Linked DNA regions of Sus scrofa: region 1 is linked to region 2. The links are chromatin contacts, called in public promoter capture Hi-C maps. All regions are on one chromosome and are shown on one strand. Each heading gives the region's core, a stretch centred on a gene start, on an enhancer-like site or on the middle of the called end of the contact. The rest is flanking DNA. Distances are from core to core; before and after follow the strand shown. Region 1 holds the start of UBQLN2 (ubiquilin-2). Region 2 holds the start of RRAGB (ras-related GTP-binding protein B).

Region 1 (6,172 bases), core at 2,555-5,054, 660 kb after region 2:
TTAAGGTTTTCTACTTCTTGAACATACTTTGGATAAGTACACCTTCCTAGAAAATTAACACAGTCGTCCATTTTTCTTTGTCATCAGCAAAGATTTGTACAAAGTTTTTTCTCATCATTCTCAAAAGTATACCCTTTATCTGAGATTGAGTCTATTTATGTGCTTCTAGTTTTTGTGTATCTTGTTGCTCCTTCCTTAAGTTTCAGCTAATTAATGTAGTGCTCACTAACAGATACATGTTCATTTAACTTCTAGAATTATAATTTTTAGTTGTAATTTAAAACATTAAAATTGGTATATTTTGGAATAAAATGCAAAAAAATGCATGATTAAAATATAAAGGAAGAGGACACAAAAAATGTGCTTTTGGTCAAACTTATTGAAATAGAGTAGGATATTGGTTACTAGGGGCCTGGGGGTAGTGATGGTGAAGGGAAATGGGAAGATGTTGGCCAAAGGGTATGAATTTCCAGTTCCAAGATGAATAAGTTCTGGGGATCTAATGTACAGCAAGGTGATTATAGTTAATAATGCTGTATTATATACTTGGAAGTTGCAAAGAAAGTAGGTCTTAAATGTTCTCACCACAAAAAGGAATTAAGTGACCTGATGAAGGTTTTAGCTAATGCTGCAGTAATAGTCATTTTTCAATATATAAGTATATCAAATCAATGAATTGTACATCTTAAATTTACACAGTGCTATGTCAATTATATCTCAATAAATCTTGGAGGGGGAGAAAACAATGGCCAAAATAGCACTAAATCTCTACCTACTAAACTCAAATTGTGGTCTACCTTTACCTGCAATGTAGAGACATTCTTTTTTTAAAGTCTTTCTGTTCCTCAGAAACTACCCTTTTATAGAGGAACTCAGGAAGATTGCTATTTATTCTTATTTCTGCTCTCTAATAAAGAGTTTACGGAAGAAAAAAAAATAATGTGCTTTTAGGAGAATTTAGGAAGAGGGTGAATGTGCATTTGCACTTGTGCTGTGTCTTTGGTAAGAGACTTGTAAGAGTCTGACTAAAACGGTTTTTTTTTTTTACTTGCTTCTTCAAAGAACTTAGATTTACTTAAATTTTATTTGTTGAGTCTAATTCATTAATGTTTGCTATTATCATCTTGTGGCCAACATCCTGCTTTCTTCTTTTCTGTTGTCCTCTTTATATGAATGCCTAATTAATTCATTTTCTCTCAATTGTTTGGTATTTAAGATTTTTGAGTGGATAAATCTGACTTTGAGTTCATTCATAGTACCCAGTAAATCAAATATCACTAAACTGAAGCTTGATGAGAATGCAGATTCCTGACCACCACTATTTTGGTAGGTTTGGAGTGGGGCCTAGAAATCTGTGTTCTTAGGAGTTCTGTCATGGCTCAGCTGAAACCAACCCAACTAGTATCGATAAGCGTTCTATCCCTGGCGTCGCTCAGTGGGTTAAGGATCCAGCATTGTGGTGAGCTGTGATGTAGGTCGTGGATGCATCTAGGAACCTGTGTTGCTGTGGCTGTGGCATAGGCTGGTAGCTGTAGCTCTGATTCCACCCCTAGCCTGGGACCTTCCATATACCATGGGTGTGGCCCTAAAAAGACAAAAAGAAGAGAGAAAAAAAGAAATCTGTATTTTTCATGAGATCCTCATCATAATTATTAATGTATATATTCTCATCATTTTTCTAAATTCACTCTTAAGAACTCTGATTTGTACTTTGTCCCAAAAGTGTTTGTTTTAATTTTCAAGTGGTTGAATTTTTCATTCACACTTTCGTTATTAATATATAGTTTTGTTCTATTGATGAAAAAAGATGATGATTTTTCATATTTTCTTAATCTTTTTTGGAGAAAATTAAGAATCTAAAAAAAAAAAGTGTTTTAACAAACACTCATATCCCTACCACTTAAAATTAACTATTGCTCTTTTGCCATACTTGCTTTTACTTATAAGACAAAATACATTTTTACAGGTTTAATTAAATTTCCTTTTAATTATTGTTCAATGTTCTATTTCATTTCCTCTTTTTCATGGGTGCAAGTTTGGTATGAACCATTCTGGTATATTTTCAATAGCTTCATGTACATATGAATACATCTATAAATGCCAGAGTGTTGTGCTAATTTTTTGAGATCTATATGTATAAATATATTTAGATGTAGCTCATTCCTTTGTATTCTATAACCACTTTAATCCTTACTATGTTAATCCATTTCTCTATTAATAGACATCACATACCTATGCTTTTCTTATCTTGAGATTTACTAAGCTATTTGTGACCTAATGCTGTTAAATGCTGGCTGGATAGTAGGCGGAAAAGTATTTTTTTGCATAACATAAATCAGAGTCAGAAATTTATACATAAACTTGAAATTATATGTTCTATCTGTCAAGTGACAGATCTTTGTATTTCTCTTACTTAATCTGTAATTAAATTAGATAAATATGTTAACAGCTGCCACTACTATTGTGTGCCTGCCAATTGCCATCTACAATTTTTTAGTAAAATAATTTCTCATCTTTTAAAACTGTAAATGCAAGGTATACTTACGGAGGCCATCAGAAAAAGTTAAATTTTATTTTAAAAAGATAGTTTATTCATAATTTGAGCACCAATAACCACCATTTTCATATTGGCCTACAGTGTTCTTGATTACTTTTATACATACAGTCTTCAAAGACAGTTTACACATGCAAACTGTTCTAAAGTAAAAATATACTTACTGTGTTTTTTGGTACTGAACCATACATGCTTGTATAATTTCTAACTGCATGGAAATATACAAAGCGAAAATACTCTGTAATTTCCTTGTAACTACTGTTTATTTCATATCTTCCTTTAAAGATACTTCATGTCATACAAATTAACCACCCATTTTTAAACATAGTGGATATTATTTTATTTTATGGTAATATCATAATATATCTGACCAATCCTGTGTAAAGAGACACTGATTATCCTTTTTAAATATTTATTTTAAATGCTGCAATGAGTGTAGATTTTATACATATGCATTTCTGCATTCCTATTTTGTTATTTTCATAGGTGAGGTCTCTAAATTAGACATTTCCAAACAGAGGTGGAACTATATAAAATGTTGATATATATATGTTAAAATCATCTTATGATTATAACAATTTACATTTCAATTGGCATAAGCGTGCATTTTCTCAGCTCTCTCAAAGATTTATTATTATTTTTCATCTTTGCCAGTAAAAGAAGAATTTCCTTGTTTTAATTTGAATGTCTTTCATTACTAGTGAGCTTAATCATCTTTTTATATGCCCATTTGCCATTTGTACTTCTTTTGTAAAATGCAGGATCCTGCCCAGCCCTCTTCTCTTCACCCTAGGGTGAGAGGTGGGTTGGGGTGGGTGTTAATCTTTTCCTTTTTGCTTTGTCAGAGTTCTTTATTTTTAATCTTTTACTTGGGTTGGGTTCGATTCAGGCTTTCATTCTTTCACTTCACTCTAACGGAACATCTATATATCTATGTATAGATATATATGTATATCTTACGAAATACATGTATATTTTCTCCATTAGTCTTTATTTCCCTTTATAGAAACTGGCTCCCGTCCCCCTTCCGTATTTTTTTCTCTTGTCTTCTCTAGTCTCTTTGTTTCTTTCTCCTGTTTTCCTCTCTCTTTGTTTCTCACTCTCTTTCTCTCCCTCATTTTTTTTTTTTTCCAGAACAGAAGTTTTTAATTTTGACCGAGTCGAATCTATCATTCTGCGCCTGGCGCCGCGTCAGCAGACGGGGGCAGGGAGGCGAGAGCCGAACTGGGGGGAGGGGAAGGGGCGGGGAGGAGCGGGCGGAGCGGCTGCGGGAGCTGCTGGGAGAGCGCGGGGTGGGGGTGGGATCACACGGCGGCGGCGGCGGAGGCAGCGGCAGCGGCAGTGGCGGCGGAGGCCCAGAGACCTGAACGCCGAAACCTCGGTCCGTGGCCTACACGGAGCCCTCTCTCCATCTGAGGACCAGGGAACCGCAGTCTTCAACACAGAGGTACCGTGCTCCGCTCTCCCGCCCGGCCCGGCTCAGCCTGCTGCGGCGGTGCCTCCTTCCTTCCTTCTTCCCTCGCTCTCTTTCTCGCCCGCCCGCGCCTTCCCTGTCTGCCTGCGTCACCGCGGCCGCCATGGCTGAGAACGGCGAGAGCAGCGGCCCCCCGCGCCCCTCCCGCGGCTCTGCTGCGGCGCAAGGCCCGGCCTCTGCCCCGGCGGAGCCTAAAATCATCAAAGTCACTGTGAAGACCCCCAAAGAGAAAGAGGAGTTCGCAGTGCCCGAGAACAGCTCAGTCCAACAGTTTAAAGAAGCGATTTCGAAACGCTTCAAATCCCAAACCGATCAGCTAGTGCTGATTTTTGCCGGAAAAATCTTAAAAGATCAAGATACCTTGATCCAGCATGGCATCCATGATGGACTGACTGTTCACCTTGTCATCAAAAGCCAGAACCGACCTCAGGGTCAGTCCACACAGCCCAATAGTGCCGCGGGAACTAATACTACCACCGCGTCGACTCCCAGGAGTAACTCCACACCTATTTCCACAAATAGCAACCCGTTTGGTTTGGGGAGCCTGGGAGGACTTGCAGGCCTTAGCAGCTTGGGCTTAAGCTCGACCAACTTCTCTGAGCTCCAGAACCAGATGCAGCAGCAGCTCCTGTCCAGCCCTGAGATGATGATCCAAATCATGGAAAATCCCTTTGTTCAGAGCATGCTTTCAAATCCTGATCTGATGAGGCAGCTCATTATGGCCAATCCACAGATGCAACAATTAATTCAAAGAAACCCAGAAATAAGTCACCTGCTTAACAACCCAGATATAATGAGGCAGACCCTCGAAATCGCCAGGAATCCAGCTATGATGCAAGAGATGATGAGAAATCAAGACCTGGCTCTCAGCAATCTCGAAAGCATCCCAGGTGGCTACAATGCTTTACGGCGCATGTATACTGACATTCAAGAACCCATGCTGAATGCCGCACAGGAGCAGTTTGGGGGTAATCCGTTTGCCTCGGTGGGGAACAGTTCCTCTTCTGGGGAAGGTACGCAGCCTTCTCGCACAGAAAATCGAGATCCACTACCCAATCCATGGGCACCGCCACCGGCTACCCAGAGTTCTGCGACCACTAGCACAACAACTAGCAGTGGCAGTGGATCTGGCAGTAGCTCCAGCAGTGCTACGGGGAACACAGTTGCTGCAGCCAATTATGTCGCTAGCATCTTTAGCACCCCAGGAATGCAGAGCTTGCTGCAACAGATAACCGAAAACCCCCAGCTGATCCAGAATATGCTGTCTGCGCCCTATATGAGAAGCATGATGCAGTCGCTTAGCCAGAATCCAGATTTGGCTGCACAGATGATGCTGAATAGCCCTGTGTTTACTGCAAATCCTCAGCTGCAGGAGCAGATGCGTCCACAGCTCCCTGCTTTCCTGCAGCAGATGCAGAATCCAGACACACTGTCAGCCATGTCAAACCCAAGAGCAATGCAGGCTTTAATGCAGATCCAGCAGGGGCTACAGACATTAGCTACTGAAGCTCCTGGCCTAATTCCAAGCTTCACTCCAGGGGTGGGGGTAGGGGTGCTGGGAACAGCTATAGGCCCTGTAGGCCCAGTCACACCCATAGGCCCCATTGGCCCCATAGTCCCATTTACCCCCATAGGCCCCATTGGGCCCATAGGACCCACTGGCCCTGCAGGTCCCCCTGGTTCCACTGGCTCTGGAACCCCCCCTGGGCCCACCGTGTCTAGCTCTGCACCCAGTGACACGACGAGCCCAACATCGGAATCTGGACCCAACCAGCAGTTCATTCAGCAAATGGTGCAGGCTCTCGCTGGAGCAAATCCTCCGCAGCTGCCGAATCCAGAAGTCAGATTTCAGCAACAACTGGAACAGCTCAACGCAATGGGGTTCTTAAACCGGGAAGCAAACTTGCAGGCTCTAATAGCAACAGGAGGCGACATCAACGCAGCCATTGAAAGGCTGCTGGGCTCCCAGCCATCGTAATTATACTTCTGTACCTTGAAAAAATGTATCTTATTTTTGATAATGGCTCTTAAATCTTTAAACACACAGAATTGTGCTTTACTTTCATTTTGATTCCTTTAAATCTGTCTAGTTATAAATCTAATATGCATTTTAAGGTGGAGTCTTTTCCTCCCTCTTTGTTTCC
Region 2 (6,293 bases), core at 2,286-4,785:
TAAGGGAGTGTTGAAAAGAAGAAGGGCAGGGAAATTATGAGAGGTACTTTGGGAATTGGGGACCCATGGGTATGGTTGAAGAAAAGCTGATTAGAATTAATTTAGGAAATAAAAGGAAACATTTTATTTTATCTTAGGTGGTCTATATTACTTTTTATTGCTGAAATTTATAATTGAAAAAATATAGGATGGTATATGGACAGATGGAATGCTGATATGTTTGTATGTGGGTGTACAAGTATGTATGAGTGTATGAAGCTGAGGTGTTAGAATCAGAAGCATCTAACAGGCAGTGGGGCCTGAAATAAAGGAATGTTTATATCCTCTAATGTCTAATACAATCCCTGGCACTGAATAGCTGATTAATAAATATTTGTCGAATGAATGTATGAATAACTCTGCAGAGTTTAATGAACACTTTCATCAAAGAACTTAAAAAGTTCAAAAATTAACTTGACAAAAATAAAAAGTAACCATCATCTTCTCTATCTATCTATGACCCTTTAGTGAAAATGTAAAAATAAGCCGTCAGGAGTTCTCATCGTGGCTCAGTGGTTAGGAATCTGACTAGGAACCATGAGGCTGTGGGTTCGATCCCTGGCCTTGTTCAGTGGGTTAAGGATCTGGTGTTGCCATAAGCTGTGGTGTAGGTCACAAATGTGGCTCGGATCTGGCGTTGCTGTGGCTCTGGTGTAGGCCGGTGGCTGCAGCTCCGATTAGACCCCAGCCTGGGAACCTCCACGTGCTGTGAGTATGGTCCTAGAAAAGACAAAAAGACAAAAAAAAAAAAAACAGTCAATAATACCTGAGTGAAACCAGAATCTTTATCTCCAGAATGTATAGGAATACATTGTACCAACAGTTTTATTTATTATTCTCTGGGATCAACTCTTAATTTGGTTTAGTTCCACAATCTTTTTCAAATCCCTTTTTTCCACTACTTCTTTTCCTCTTCTTTCTCCTCTCTCTCTCTCTGGGCATCTCCCCACTTCTCCCCCTTTTCTTCTTCATTCCTTCTCCTTCCTTTTTTTTTTAATCTGTTCCTCACAGAACTTTGGGGAGATAGTGATAATGGTAAAGAAGTGTAAAGGCTGGAGGAGAAGGAAATGGAGACTAGCAACAGAAAGTGAATTTATATAAAAGACTGGTTTAAGGGAACAAATTGTCTGGTGAAGTCTGGTGGAGGGGGATGGAGAATATTTTGAAAGCATCAGTTACATAACAAGCACATATTATTTACTCTGAATGCTTTTGAGGGGTGAGATGACTGAAGATTTATTCTACTCACTCCAAACTCCTTTGAAGCTATCATTCTAGGAAAATCACTTAAGAGGCTATTGCAGTTTTCCAGGCCAGATATTATAACAGGTGGAATAAAAATAGCAGAAATAAGAATAAGGAAGTGCACAGAGATTGTAGAAATGGACTAATGAGAACTGAAGAATGTTCAGCACATAACTCTGTCCAAACCCCTGCACCAAGAGACTTGCTAGGCCCCTAGGATGACCCCAGTTCCCCATTGATCCCACACCTGACCCCTGTTAAAAAGCCTACCTGAGAAATTTCAACATCGCAAGGAGAATTTACTGTTTGTTCTGGCCTCATGATAGGCCCTTGATCTACTTTTCTCAGAGCATTTACACAAAAAAAGCTTACAGTCGTGAATATGTATCTCCTACAACTCAAAAATGTCTTCCTGAAAGCCATTCCTTTGAAACATTCACCAAGAAGAATAGGTGAGGGAGATTAAGCAGTACAAACTTCCAGTTGCAAATAATTGTGTCATGGGTATTACATGTACAGTGTGTGGAAGATAGTAAGTAACTATGTAATAATATCATATGTATATGATATATATGTGATGTATCATAATTGGACTTACCATGAGATCATTTTGAAATGCATAGAAATAGTTTTATAATAGGAACTAACGTAGTGTTGGAGGTCAATTATAATTAAAAACAACAAATTCATTCAAAAGGTCAATTATAATTAAAAACAACCAAATTCATTAAAAAGATCAAATTACCAGAGGCAGGGGGTGAAGGCAGTCAAAAGATACAAACTTTCAGTTAAAAGTACTAGGGATGTAATGTACAACATAAGAAATATAATCAAATAATTATGATTAAAATTATAATTACCACTGCTGTATGTTTACATGTAAATTAAGAGAGTTAATTTTAAGAATTCTCATGACAAAAAAATTGTCTTCTATTTCCTTAATTTGGTACCTATATGAGATGATAGAAAGATGTTCACAAAACTTGTGATAATTATTTCATGATTTATGTAAGTCAAATCATTAGGCTGTACACCTTAAACTTACCCAGGGCTGTGTGTCAATTACATCTGAATAAAACTGGAAGAAAAAAATAGTAAAATGACTTCCTGGTTCGAGACTCAGGGTCTTTCACCACACAGGGAACCTAAAACAAGAGCTGGTTTGACAGGAGGTAGTAGAGAGGAGGGAGGAGATTTAGCAAGTGATAGGGTCAGAATAGAATGAATTTTTCTTGAAGCATGTCCTTTGTGGTAAGAAAGGATCATATAACATGGCAAATAGGAAAGTCTGAGGTCAAGAGCACACCTTGTTTCTGCTCAGTTTCCCTCCCTTCCTTCTTTTCTTCCCTGTCTTTTCTTCTTTACTTCCATCTGTCCTTCCTTCTCGCCCTCCTCCCTCCAGTCCTTCTTTCTTTACAAGGAAAATATACCATATATATATATGTGTACACATACATATACACACACTGTATATAGTGTATATATACACAATATACTGTATATATACTATATATAAAATATTACATATATAGTTCAAAAGGGATTACGATGAAAAGCAATAGTCGGCTCACTTCCTAGATCCCCTGCTTCTCTCCAGAAGCAACCCCTTTGAACTACTCTGGCTGTTTTTTTCTTATAGTCTCTACATCTAAATAGGGTATTAATTTGCCTACCAGTGGTCCTTCAGTCATCACCTCTAGGCTTTGTCTATTGACTTCTTACCATGCTGTGTAATTTGTTTTCCTTTAAGTTTTAAACAAGTGGAAAGTGTAAGTCCTAAAATTCCTGATGAATCCCTGGTCCCAGCAATAATTTTTATTGTGCACTATGTGGAAGACACAGTTATAATCACTTCGGATGTATTAACTCATTTAATTACAAGTTCAGCTACAGGAAGAGGACTAATAATAAAAACAGGAAAACAAAGACAAAAAACAGGGAGAAAAGGCAATGTTGTGCCTTCCCCACTGAAAATCGTTAAGGGTGAAATAGTTGGGGGGGGGAAAGCTAGATTTGAAGCACTGAAATTGCAACCAGCTCCTTTAATTCTCCGCGTGGGAGGGCAGCGGGGCCAAGTGGACCACAACTACAGCCCCTTCAGGTTGGCAGCGCCCTGCGGTGCCACTGGCTTAGCAAGAGCCAGGGCCACGTGAGACAGGAGGCACTCTGTCTTTCTCCCCGCAGTCTCTATGGTACTCTTCCCAGTCTACCCGCCCCTAGGGAAGCGGCAAGTCACGTGACAGGCTCCGGGTTTACGGCAGGTGCCCACGTGATCCTGGCCTGCAGTGGGGTGGCTGTGGTGAGGTACCTGCACTCCTGAAGGGCGGGCGGTTAGGTCGTATCCGCCGCAGTCGCCGGCGGACTCTGCCGAGCGGCCAGGCTCAGGAACCACAAGCTGGCTGAAACATTCATCGCTTAGTGCTTTCAGCACGGGTCTGCTCTTTCTGCCACCTCCGCCTTTCTCGTCCCCACCTCTTTGCGGGTGAAGTCCCCTTTGGGTTTCGAGACCTTGAGGCCTGAGGCCCAAACTGGAGACGAACCCCCTTCCCCCGTCCCTCCTTCCCTCTCATCCTCCATCTCTTCCTTTGCACCACTGAATCACAGCCTTTGAGCCGGCCAGCTCTGAGGTGGCTTGAGGCCAAGTTCGGGGCGCTAAAGGTAACGGTGGGGATAGCAGCCCCCCAGTGGACAAGGCGGAGGCAAGAGTATAGGAGGCCTAAGGGCCGCCGGCGACGCTAATAGGCGGCCGAGGGGGTGAACAAGGGGAAAAAAGGAGAGTACTGCGGATTTAGAAGGGACTGGAAAGGACTTGTTGCACGATGGAAGAATCTGACTCTGAGAAAAAGATGGAGAAAGAGAATGTGGGGTCGAGAATGGATCCTCCCATAGGGGAACCGGAAGGATCGCTTGGGTGGGTGAAGGGTATTATGTCAAACCTGGAGGGGGGAGGGAGCGTTCTAACTAAAGAAAATACAGTGAATTAGAATGTTTCACCCGTGATAAATTGTTTTGACGCTTCGATTTACCAGTAAGGTTGCTTTTGGTGGTTGGATAAACTGGCAAGAGGACTGATTGCTAACTGGTCAGAAACAACACTTGGGACATGCCTGAATATCACTCTGGGGAGGGGAAGTTCAGAATTGCTTTGAATTATCAATAAAGAAGATTTGACATCATCATGTTGAGGATTAGACTAGGAATAGGGTTGGCATTTCATGGGCAGAGATCAGTTCCTTGGGAGTGCTTTTTGTGCCAATTTGTACAAATTTGAGATTTGTATTTTATATGCTTTGTGCCCTTGATGAGTGAAATATTGCTTGGAAGAACAGATGAAAGACTAAAGATTTTTTTTAAAATATACTGACTTTTTAAAAAGGTATTCAAATATGACAATATTGTTTGATTTATTACAGCATTTGTAATTATTCTTTGATAAATTTCTTAAGATGATGAAAAAATTAATCTTGAATTTTAGTGACATTTATATTTCTAAATCCATATTCCTAGTAGCTATCTCCTGAGCATGTAATTAGGGGAGACAAAGCATAAACCCAGTTTTATAATTTAGGAAAATCAGGGCCTCTACCTAACTGAGGTTCCCCACATAGCTATACTCAGCTGTTGTGCTATAAATGTCTCCTTTGCACCTCCACATTTTTTAGTATCTCTTTAATTCCTATTTCTAAGGCAACTGGATTATGGACTCTGTCTTTTGGTTTATATCTACAGATGGGTGCTACCAAACACAGCCATGAAGAAAAAGGTAAGATGCGTTAGGTACATCAGAAACATAAAGGTAAAGGTAAGAAATTACTGTTTAGCAAATATATTTGTGATGCATATTTGCCATCTTTCCTGACTATTGGAGGAACCTTCTACATGTTCTCCCTGAGTCTTGTTCCTTTCTTTGCTATCAGGTTTAATTTTTCTAATATATAAATCTGGGTCATTTACATCCTTAACTTTTTATAACTTCCTGAAGCCCATAGAATACAATCCAAGTGGCTTCATCTCATGGAATGCACTTTAAAAATCTATTCCTGGCTGAACCATCTGCCACACCTATGCATCTTATCATAGCCATGCAGAATCTGTTTTTCTCCAAGTTTACAAATTAATTTACATTTTGTGCAAGCCATATACACACACTACACAGACTTCTGCCTGCACATTTATGATAACCCCTACTCACATGTTACCACAATAAGGTTTTATATGAATTCCTCAAATGGAATTGAACACTCCGTCTCATGCACTCTTATGGTACTGTGCTCCACCTTGGAGTTTAGGAAGAATCGATAGGAGCACAGCTCTAGAGCAAATTCCTGAACATTTTGGGCTTTCAGTTTCTTCCTTTGTAAAATGGTAATGTTACCTACCTCATAGGATTGTTATGAAGTTTAAATGAGCAAATGTAGGTAGAGCACTTAGATTAGTACTTAATACAGTCAGCCTTGATAAGTTTTTCATAAGCTATTAAAGTAATATTTTTTAAATTAAAAAATAAAATCCCATTAAAAAGAATAAAATATTGCCACTTGCAGCAATATAGATAGCCCTGGAGAATATTATGCTTTGTGAAATAAGAGAAAGAAAAATACTATATGATGTCACTTACATGTGGAATCTAAAAAATAATACAACTGACTCTATATAGAAACTAGAAACAGACTCAGACATAAAAAAAACAAACATGGTTATGAAAGGGGAGAGGAAGAAGTCAGGGACTAATTAGGTGTATGAGATTAACAGAAACTACTATACACAAACTAGATAAGCAACAAAGATTTACTATGTGGCACAGTATATCTTGTAATAACCTCTAATGGAATATAATTTGTGAAGTAAAAATAACCTATAATAGAATATAATCTGCAAGAAAAAGTAGCACTATGCTGTATACCCGAAGCTAGCACAATATTGTAAATCAGCTATACTTCAATTAACAGACAAAATGTACTATATTTAGCCTTAACTTTGTCTAATACTTCAGTTATATAATTTCAGTT

Evidence for each region. Promoter capture Hi-C pulls out the DNA fragments that hold promoters and counts their contacts.
Region 1: a promoter capture Hi-C map of liver shows a contact between it and region 2, with 8 times the contacts expected there. The contact joins the promoter of UBQLN2 here to the promoter of RRAGB in region 2. A contact is called at or near these places in 1 of 5 promoter capture datasets (liver) and 1 of 47 Hi-C or Micro-C datasets (heart right ventricle).

The regions. Positions count from the first base shown.
Region 1 is chrX:48,944,258-48,950,429 of Sscrofa11.1, forward strand. UBQLN2 (ubiquilin-2) reads left to right here and starts at 3,805. Exons shown (of 1, transcript XM_021079831.1): 1 at 3,805-6,172. The coding sequence starts at 4,132. The coding sequence ends at 6,006.
Region 2 is chrX:48,283,049-48,289,341 of Sscrofa11.1, forward strand. It overlaps RRAGB (ras-related GTP-binding protein B), which reads left to right and starts at 3,536. Exons shown (of 11, transcript XM_021079809.1): 1 at 3,536-3,583; 2 at 5,014-5,047. The coding sequence starts at 5,036.